3 separate regions of the Sus scrofa genome follow, and all the other regions are linked to region 3. The links are chromatin contacts, called in public HiChIP or PLAC-seq and promoter capture Hi-C maps. All regions are on one chromosome and are shown on one strand. The core of a region is the stretch at or near the end of the contact, and the rest is flanking DNA. Distances in the headings are between cores, read along the strand shown.

Region 1 (2,700 bases), core at 160-2,659, 310 kb before region 3:
AGAGAACAGAAAGTTGGGTGAGGTATGCGGGAGAAGAGGCAGGAGATAAGGCTAGAGTCAGATTGCACTTAGAGGGTCTTGGAGACCAGGCAAAGAGAGGTGATCTCAAAATCAAAGGTTGGGGCTTCTCTATATGAGAGATGTATTAAAGGATCTCCCAAGGTGATCAGGTGTCTAAGAAACCACTAGTAAATGTGGAATGACAACTGGAATGTGTTATCCTATGAAAGATGTGTTATGGACTTGAGTGTAAAATCATTTAAATCTTTAAAATAAAACTGGAATTTCGAAGACGTTTCCCAGGTTCAGCAAGCTACTCTCTAACAAGGACGTGGTTGGAAGTGGTCCATTCTCTGACGCCCTTAAGGATAGGTTAATAGTGGAGCCATTTGGAAGCAATGCTAGAGGTGCTGGGAAACCAAGGACTTGAGCTCCCCTCAGGGACATAGGCGAGGGCTGGCTGGGACTCAAAGAGAAATAGGAACTGACTGTCTTTGGAGAGCGTTCAGTCTAGGCTTTATGGAACTGATGATTCTAAGAAGAAAAAGCAAAAACCAGCTGAAATTCCTCTTTTCTTTCCCATATCCTTGACTTTTCCTTTTGTACTTCATTCTTTTATTCAAAAAATATTCATTGCACAGCAAATTTCGTATTTCCTGTGTGACCTTTGGACAATTTACTCTCTGTACCTCAGTTTCTTTCCTCATCAGCAGAATGGGGGGAATAACTCCTACCCACAATGAGTGCCTTCATGAGAATTAAATGAGGAAGCTCTTCAAATAGAATCTGAAACAAAGTTTAGCCCTGTTTAAGCATTAGCTATTATAACAGTATTATTACTGCTACTGTGATCCGGCTATCATCTTCCACAGCCATTCATTCCTTGGGTCACTCATGTTGGAGGCAGAAGGTGGGAATGGGAGGAAAAGAGAGATGAATCAGACTTTTCACTGCACTTGCAGCGACTTAAGAATATTGGTTTGTCCAGCTACAGCTGGCCCATAATGGGTGCTCAAAATACTTGCTGAATGGATAAACAAAAGCTTTCCTTCTAAACTGCAAGCCCTTTAATGGCAGGACCCATACTTCCTCGCTGTTGTATTACTAGCACCAAGCACTTGGTGAGGCATATGGTAGGCGCCTAGGCAACACCGAATTAACGAAAGAGCGGACAGATGGAGAGATAAATGACCAGAAGCGGAGAAGCATTAAAGCCACAAGACTGGCACAGTAAAGTGCTACAGAAAGACTGCTACCAGACCTGAGGAAAAGGTGAGACAGCCAAAGCCTAACAGCCAGAGAGCAGAGGAAAAGCTCAAGCTCCCGGCGCGCCGGGCTTTCAGGCCGCCGGAGGGAGCGGCGGACCTCGGCGGCAAGCCCCGCCCAAGCCCCGCCCCTCCGCCGCTCACGTGACCTGGGCGGGCGTACGGCGCGCGCCGGGGCAGAGCGGCGGGGTGATTTTGACTGACCGAGCGAGAGCCATGGCGGGCCTCGTGGACTTCCAGGACGAGGAGCAGGTGAAGTCCTTTCTGGAGAACATGGAGGTGGAGTGCAATTACCAGTGCTATCAGGAGAAGGACCCGGACGGTGAGCCCCGCCAGCACGGCCTAGGTTCACGTGGGGGCTCCGGACGCAGGGGCGGGAGTTGGACGGGTCACGTGAGGGATCTCTGAGGGGATCTGGAAGGGGTCACCGGCCGGGGACACGGGGTGTGTGGGACACAGACGGCCTTGTGGAGGGGCGGGGAGGGGTCGGTTGGCTTCCGCAAGGACTTGCTGGGCTCGCCGCGGGAGAATGCTCTGCCTGGAGGCCGGGCGGGAAGGAAAAGAAGCGTTTGGGCACGTGGAGGAGAGACCCTGGGGCTACGTCAGTGATCGGATAAAAAGCCGCGTCCTCAGGGAGCTTACATTCTAGTGGGGGTACTGGACAGTAAACACAGAGAAACACATGTGTAGCATATTAGAAATTAATAAGTGCAGTGGGAAAAGGAACTGGCTGAGAGGTACCAGAATTCAGGAAGGCAGTTTTAAATCGAGTGATTAGGGAGAATCATGAGAGTGACATTTGAACAAAGTGTAGAAGGTAAAGGAGATCCATGCCAGGCAGAGCTAGGCCCAATGAAAAGGCGCAGCGAGGTGAGTGTGCTCAGTGTGTTCTGGGAACATGAGTTGACTTCCCTGTGTGGGCGATGTGCAGGAGAGGTTGCCCAGAGCAGCCAGTACCTTTGGAGTGGTTTTCTTCTTCCTACTTTTTTTTGGGGGGAGGGGGGTGGCTCTTCTGTGGCACACCGAAGTTCCAGGGCCATGGGTTGTAACCAGAGCCACAGCGTGGCAGTGCTGGATCCTTAATCCACTGTGCCACCAGGGAACTCCTGCCTACTTTATTTTTATAAAAGAAAAAAAAAAAAAAAAAAGGCACTGGGCCTGTCTTCTAGTAGCTTGCAGTCTAGCTGCACGCTGTGGCATGAACCTGTAGTCCCAGGAGTTACTTGGGAGGCTGAGGCTGGAGGATCCCTTGAGCCCAGGAGTTCTGGGCTACAATGTGCCATGTGGATCAGATGTCCACACTAAGTTTGGGATCAATATGGTGACTTCCCAGGAATGGGAGACCACTGGGTTGCCTAAGGAGGAATGAACTGGCCCAGGTGGGACACAGAGCAGATCAAGACTCCCATGCTGATCAACAGCTTGGAGTCTAGCT
Region 2 (2,700 bases), core at 200-2,699, 480 kb after region 3:
GCCAGAGATCGAACCTGAGTCTTCACGGATACCGGTTGGGTTCGTTACTGCTGAGCCACTATAGGAACTCCAGATTTTACCATTTCTTTTCTGATTCCTTGGGCTTCTCCTTCCCAACTCTTTATTTTCCTATCCATCATCATTTCTTGTCTTAGCATTCCCACCTCCGCCCTTTTTGCCTTTTTAGGGCTGCACCCACGGAGGTTTCCAGGCTACAGGTCGAATTGAAACTGTAGCTGCGGGCCTACACCAGAGCCACAGCAACACCAGATCCCAGCCATATCTGAGACCTACACCACAGCTCACAGCAACAGTGGATCCTTAACCCACTGAGCAAGGCCAGGGAGTGAACCTGCGTCCTCATGGATACTAGTCAGATTCCGTTTCCCCTGAGCCATGAAGGGAACTCCCTTAGCATTCACTTTTTAAAAATTATTTTATTCTGTTTCTCCCCATTTGAATGCATGCTCCAAGAAGGCAACAAATTTTGTTTTGTTCATGATTGTCTTCCCTATATCTGGAGCTGGGGAGGCCTAGAAAAATGTAAAGACCTAAAACAATCATCAAGATATCTCTGCTTCAAGTGCTTCTGCATTCACCATGTTTCTTCCTTTTGTGTGCTACAACTGCTTATGCCAAGGTTAGTAAATCACACACCTAGTACCACATCAGTTGCTTTTTATTTTCCAAGTACGTCTGTTTCAATCACATCTTGCCCACCAACGGCCACTGAAGGCAGGAAAAAACCTTGGGGAAACGGACTTAAGGGACAGGAGGTGGCTGCTCAGCGAAAGTTGGCTAACACTAACTGTGGACTCTAGTCTCTGGGGGAAGCTCAAAATGTTTTCGCATAGAAGAGTGAACACATTTACACCGGTCTTTTAAACACTTAGGCGAAGTGCACGACGGTCTAGCAAGCTGTAAGGAGGAGAAGCACGGCGGCTATTTCTCCGGTTCCGCTCAGCTCCACTCCCACGCAGCTTCCATCCGGCTGCAGAAAAACACTTCCGGCGTTCTGCTTTTTACGTGCCGAGTCACGGCCAAAACTCCACCCAGGTCTGAGGGGCATGATACGCAAAATACGACATGAGTGAGGGGAGGGGAAGCCTGGAAATTAATTTTCTCCACTCGCTTAGCGGTTTTCTCATCCGGGGAATATTTCTCTCGGAGCGGTGGAGCACTATTCAGCTGCTACCTCAAGCCACCTCCCCTCTTCCGTCATAAACGCTGCGCAGCCTCCCAGGCGCCGTTCTCCCGTCGTCCTCCGCGTCCCTCTCTCCGCCTCTTTTCTCTCGCCCCGCCCACTCCGTGTCCCGAAGAGCTCTCTGCGTGCTGCGAGATGCCGGCCCGGTCTCTTTGGTTCTTTTTTATTCCTTGTTCCCATTGGTTGATCACATGCACATGACTTCTATCTTGCCTTGTTATTGGCTAAAGTCAGTTGCGTCATCGACGGCGGGAGGGTGGGGGGGATGAGGGAAGTTGGCTTGGGGGAGACCGGATTGGGGGAGGGGTTCAGGCCTGTCCTCCCCGGCGGCTGCGGCAGCACCAGCGCCGGCCGCCACCGCCTCTGGAACGCGGAGGAGGAGGAGCGGCTGGAGAAGTAGGAGGAGGAGGAGGGCCCTAGGGAGCGGGATGCCCATTACTCCGGCTTGGTGGTGAATGTTGAGGAGAGTCACGGTTGCTGCAGTCAGTGCCACCGGGAGGAAGTTGTGGTGTGAGGCCGGGCGGGAGCTCGCGGCGCTGTGGAGAGTAGAAGCGCGGGGTCGGTGCGAAGACTCCGCGGCTGCCAGACCCTTTCCTACTCTGACCATGCCTGGAAGGAACAAGGCGAAGTCTACCTGCAGCTGCCCTGACCTGCAGCCCAATGGACAGGATTTGGGCGAGAGCGGCCGGGTTGCCCGTCTGGGAGCCGACGAATCTGAGGAGGAGGGACGGAGGGTGCCTGTCAGTAATGCCGGAGACCCTGAGATCGTCAAGTCTCCCAGCGACCCCAAGCAATACCGGTGAGGGAGGAGGCTTAGACCAGGGAGGAAAGCAGGGCGAGGGCCTCAGAGTGGCCGCTGTGGTCTCTTCTTGTCTCCGAATCTTCCGAAGGAGCACCAGGGGCACATTCCCAGCCCCAAAGCTTCCTTGGATGGAGGTGTCAAGAGCAGTTAGAGGCTTCCGTGATGTGTGAGCTGGACGAGGGGGAAAACTTGGGTTCCACAAGGAATCTGGATGTCAGAATGGGCAGGGTTGTTGGAATAATTTTGATACTCGCTAAAGCAAGAATGGAGGTTTCTCTGAGGAAAGCAGGCTGGATGGGCGGGGGGTGGGGTGGGGTATTGGTATTATGAGGAAAGGTTCAAGGAGCTGGAGATTTTAATTTTGGAGGGGATATTTAAGGGAAATACTATCATTATCCACAAACATTCCAGGTGCCCGTAGATGAAAGAGGGGTAAAACTAATGGGTGGAAGTTACTGGAGGGTCATGTGGCTTCAGTAAAAGAACTTAGGCATCAGAGTTGGCCTGAAATGAAGTGACTTACTTCCATGGTTTTTTTCTCAATGCTCGAATGGTTGGGTGACATCTTCCAAGAATATATTAGAGAGGGCTTGAGTCTCAGTTGGGTGAATCATAGAAGATTTGTAAGGTTTCCTCTCATCCCGCAATTCTCAACTTTTGGTTTGTATCATAATCCTCTAAACATCTCTAATAT
Region 3 (2,700 bases), core at 105-2,604:
TAATTTAATTTAAAATGGGATCAGTATTTGAAAGATACGGAAATCAATGAAAATATATGACAAGGGAATGTAACCTAGTGTTGGGGGAAAAGGTCACGAGTTGCCTTTTGAAACATATTGAGTTGGCACGTTTTAGAATTAGATTCATATAAATTTGGGCTGAAGAGATCAATTTGAAGGCATCTATATGTAGGCTGTAACTGTGGTATGGAGATCATCTAAGGAAAAAACTATGGAATGAGAAAAGGCCCGCGGAGCAAACTTATTTGACTCCAAAATTTAATGGCAACTCATAAAAACAGTATGAATCTTCTGTGGACAAACTGGCAGGAGCGGTAACAACAGCACTGGAGTGGTTAACAGTGGTAACAATTAGCACCACCCCTACTAATTCCTGAGTACTTTCTATTAACATATACTGTAACCATACCAAACACTTTTTATACATTATTTCACTTAATCCTTAGAACAAACCTTCAACCTTTGAGGTGGATATTATTATGTTCCTCTTACAATGGTGGAACAGTGAACAAAAAAGGAGCCAGAATTCAACAAAGATCAGACTGCCTGGAAGGTTTCTCTGAAGAGCTTCTATTCATACCAGGACCGGAATGTGGAAATAGTGCAAACGGGCCAGATTTAGGGATAATAAGATCATGAATTTGGTTTCAGGCATATTCACGTTCCTTTAAGATCTTCAGGGTCCCTGAACTTTTAACACTGTTTGGAACCTAGCAAGATACCATTAAACATGGAATGACTCAAAGAACCAAACTGACACCCTTCAGAATAAAGGCCCTATCAGACCCATTTGGGTCCCCAAAGCCCAACACAAGACTAGGCACAGAGTGGGCACTCAGATTTTTCTGAAAGACTGAGATTCCCTCCAGTCCCACCCTCCGGGACCAGTCCCCCCCCACCCCGGGACCAGTCCCATTCGACAGGTTAGAACTGGGCCACGGGACGCCCAGGGCTGGTGGGGGAAGGGGGGGGTCGACGCGCTCTTGCTCACCCGTAAGGCCAAAGCACTCCTCCTTCCAATACTTGGACTCATAGATTCGAGTCCGAATGATCTTCTCCACCAGATACTGAGGGTTGGTGCCGTGGATGCTGTGCGCATCCTTTACCGTACGGTTCGCCATTTTAGAACCCCTTCGGTTCTACTTCCGTCGACTCCTTTAGTACGTCACATCCAGGTTAAAAAAAAGCAACAACAACCCGAGAGGGCCTGAGAAAGTTGGAGGAAGTCTCACTGAACAGCTTAGCCGATCCTCTTGAAACCGGAATCGCTTCTGCTTCAGGAACTTCCGTGAATCGCGTCGCGACCGAGGCCCAGGGCACGTTGGCGGAAGTACGTCACGCGTCCCCTCCCTAGATGGGCGGGGCCGGAGGGCAGGCTGCTGACGGAACGTGGAGACAGCCTAGGGGCGGGGCCTCGGCTTTTGGCGCGAATTTCCTTTTCCTCACCTTCTTTGGATTCCTAGCTAGGCGCCAGTTTCGGCTCTGTTGCACGACTGGCAGCTGCGAGAAGAGTCCAGCTGGGCAGTTTAGATTTGCTGCAACTCCATGAGCTCCTGAAGCGGAGACGGTGGGAAGCGTTAGGCTTGCGCCAGCTCGAGCAAGCTTCGGCCCCCGGTGAGTGTGGCGTCCCGCGGGCGGGAGAGTTCTCGGCGGACTCATTCAGACGTTGATCCATTCAGCAGATACTTCCTAAGCGCCTATTAAGTGCCAGGTACTGTTCTGAGCCCAGTAGGAGCATTTTTCTTTCCACCTTTGGATTTCTGAAGGCTCCCTTGCTCTGTCGGGGACTGCGAGTTTGCAGTGGGGAAGCCGGAAGCCAACAGCAGAGAAGCATGTACGCTCTTGTCCTCAGCACCCTGAGACCTAGTAATGACCTGAAACATATGAACCTTCTATCTGCATGGTATTCGCATCTTTTCCTCCTTTCGGCGGAGTGTAACAAGCACCACGGGGAAGGCGGAACAGCAGAAGTTATTATCCGATTTTACGGTGTAGCAGTTCGCAGAGAGATTTGTCTAAGTCCCTTTTCGTGACTAAGCGGCCTGAGTTCCTACCTAAGTCCCAGATGAGCTGCTCTTAACTGCTAGGCTCTCTCGTATCCACCTTCTTTCCAGGAGGAGAGTGCTATGGCCCCTGCTTTACTTTCTCTAGTCTAACCCCGGAATAAAAGGGCCTTCTATTTTTGACAGTTGAAAAAAGGATTGGACTTAAAAGTCATGAGATGCGAGATTCTTACCCTAGGCTACTAATCTGCAAAATTGTAATGATTAGATATGTCAGTTTTCGATTTTAATTTTCTATAAAACTGATACCCTCTTCCCTGCTGTATTGGGTGCTTGAGATGGCCATTGGAGGTTTCTGATGTTAGATTTTGTTTATCAAGTCCCTCTGCAACAGTTTTTAATGTAACAAAGGGCAATATGTGGACTTTAGAAGATTTATTAATTCCCTGAAATTGAATGCAGAATGTTGTTTGAATTGTATATATTTCATAACATTCAAATAATTTTTTAAAATAAAGAAAGGAGGAATTCCCGTCATGGCACAGTGGAAATGAATCCAACTAAGAACCATGAAGTTGCAGTTCGATCCCTCGCCTTGTTCAGTGGGTTAAGGATCCGGAGTTGCCTTGAGCTGTGGTGTAGGTGTAGGTCCGAGACGCGGCTGGCTCAGATCCCA

Evidence for each region. Promoter capture Hi-C pulls out the DNA fragments that hold promoters and counts their contacts. HiChIP or PLAC-seq counts read pairs in DNA pulled down with a chosen protein or histone mark.
Region 1: a promoter capture Hi-C map of fetal liver shows a contact between it and region 3, with 3 times the contacts expected there. The contact joins the promoter of SELRC1 here to the promoter of PRPF38A in region 3. A contact is called at or near these places in 3 of 5 promoter capture datasets (fetal liver, fetal skeletal muscle and liver) and 5 of 47 Hi-C or Micro-C datasets (alveolar macrophages, embryonic fibroblasts, fibroblasts and 2 more).
Region 2: an H3K27ac HiChIP or PLAC-seq map of alveolar macrophages shows a contact between it and region 3. The contact joins the promoter of NRDC here to the promoter of PRPF38A in region 3. A contact is called at or near these places in 1 of 5 promoter capture datasets (liver), 6 of 47 Hi-C or Micro-C datasets (embryonic fibroblasts, heart right ventricle, liver and 2 more) and 2 of 2 datasets of contacts at active chromatin or transcription factors (alveolar macrophages and skeletal muscle).

The regions. Positions count from the first base shown.
Region 1 is chr6:159,510,453-159,513,152 of Sscrofa11.1, forward strand. SELRC1 (Sel1 repeat containing 1) reads left to right here and starts at 1,410. Exons shown (of 4, transcript NM_001243594.1): 1 at 1,410-1,587. The coding sequence starts at 1,482.
Region 2 is chr6:160,297,652-160,300,351 of Sscrofa11.1, forward strand. NRDC (nardilysin) reads left to right here and starts at 1,450. Exons shown (of 31, transcript XM_003127978.6): 1 at 1,450-2,003. The coding sequence starts at 1,660.
Region 3 is chr6:159,817,898-159,820,597 of Sscrofa11.1, forward strand. It overlaps PRPF38A (a long non-coding RNA gene), which reads right to left and starts at 1,355. Exons shown (of 10, transcript XR_002345201.1): 1 at 1,013-1,355. ORC1 (origin recognition complex subunit 1) reads left to right here and starts at 1,405. Exons shown (of 17, transcript XM_005665420.3): 1 at 1,405-1,732.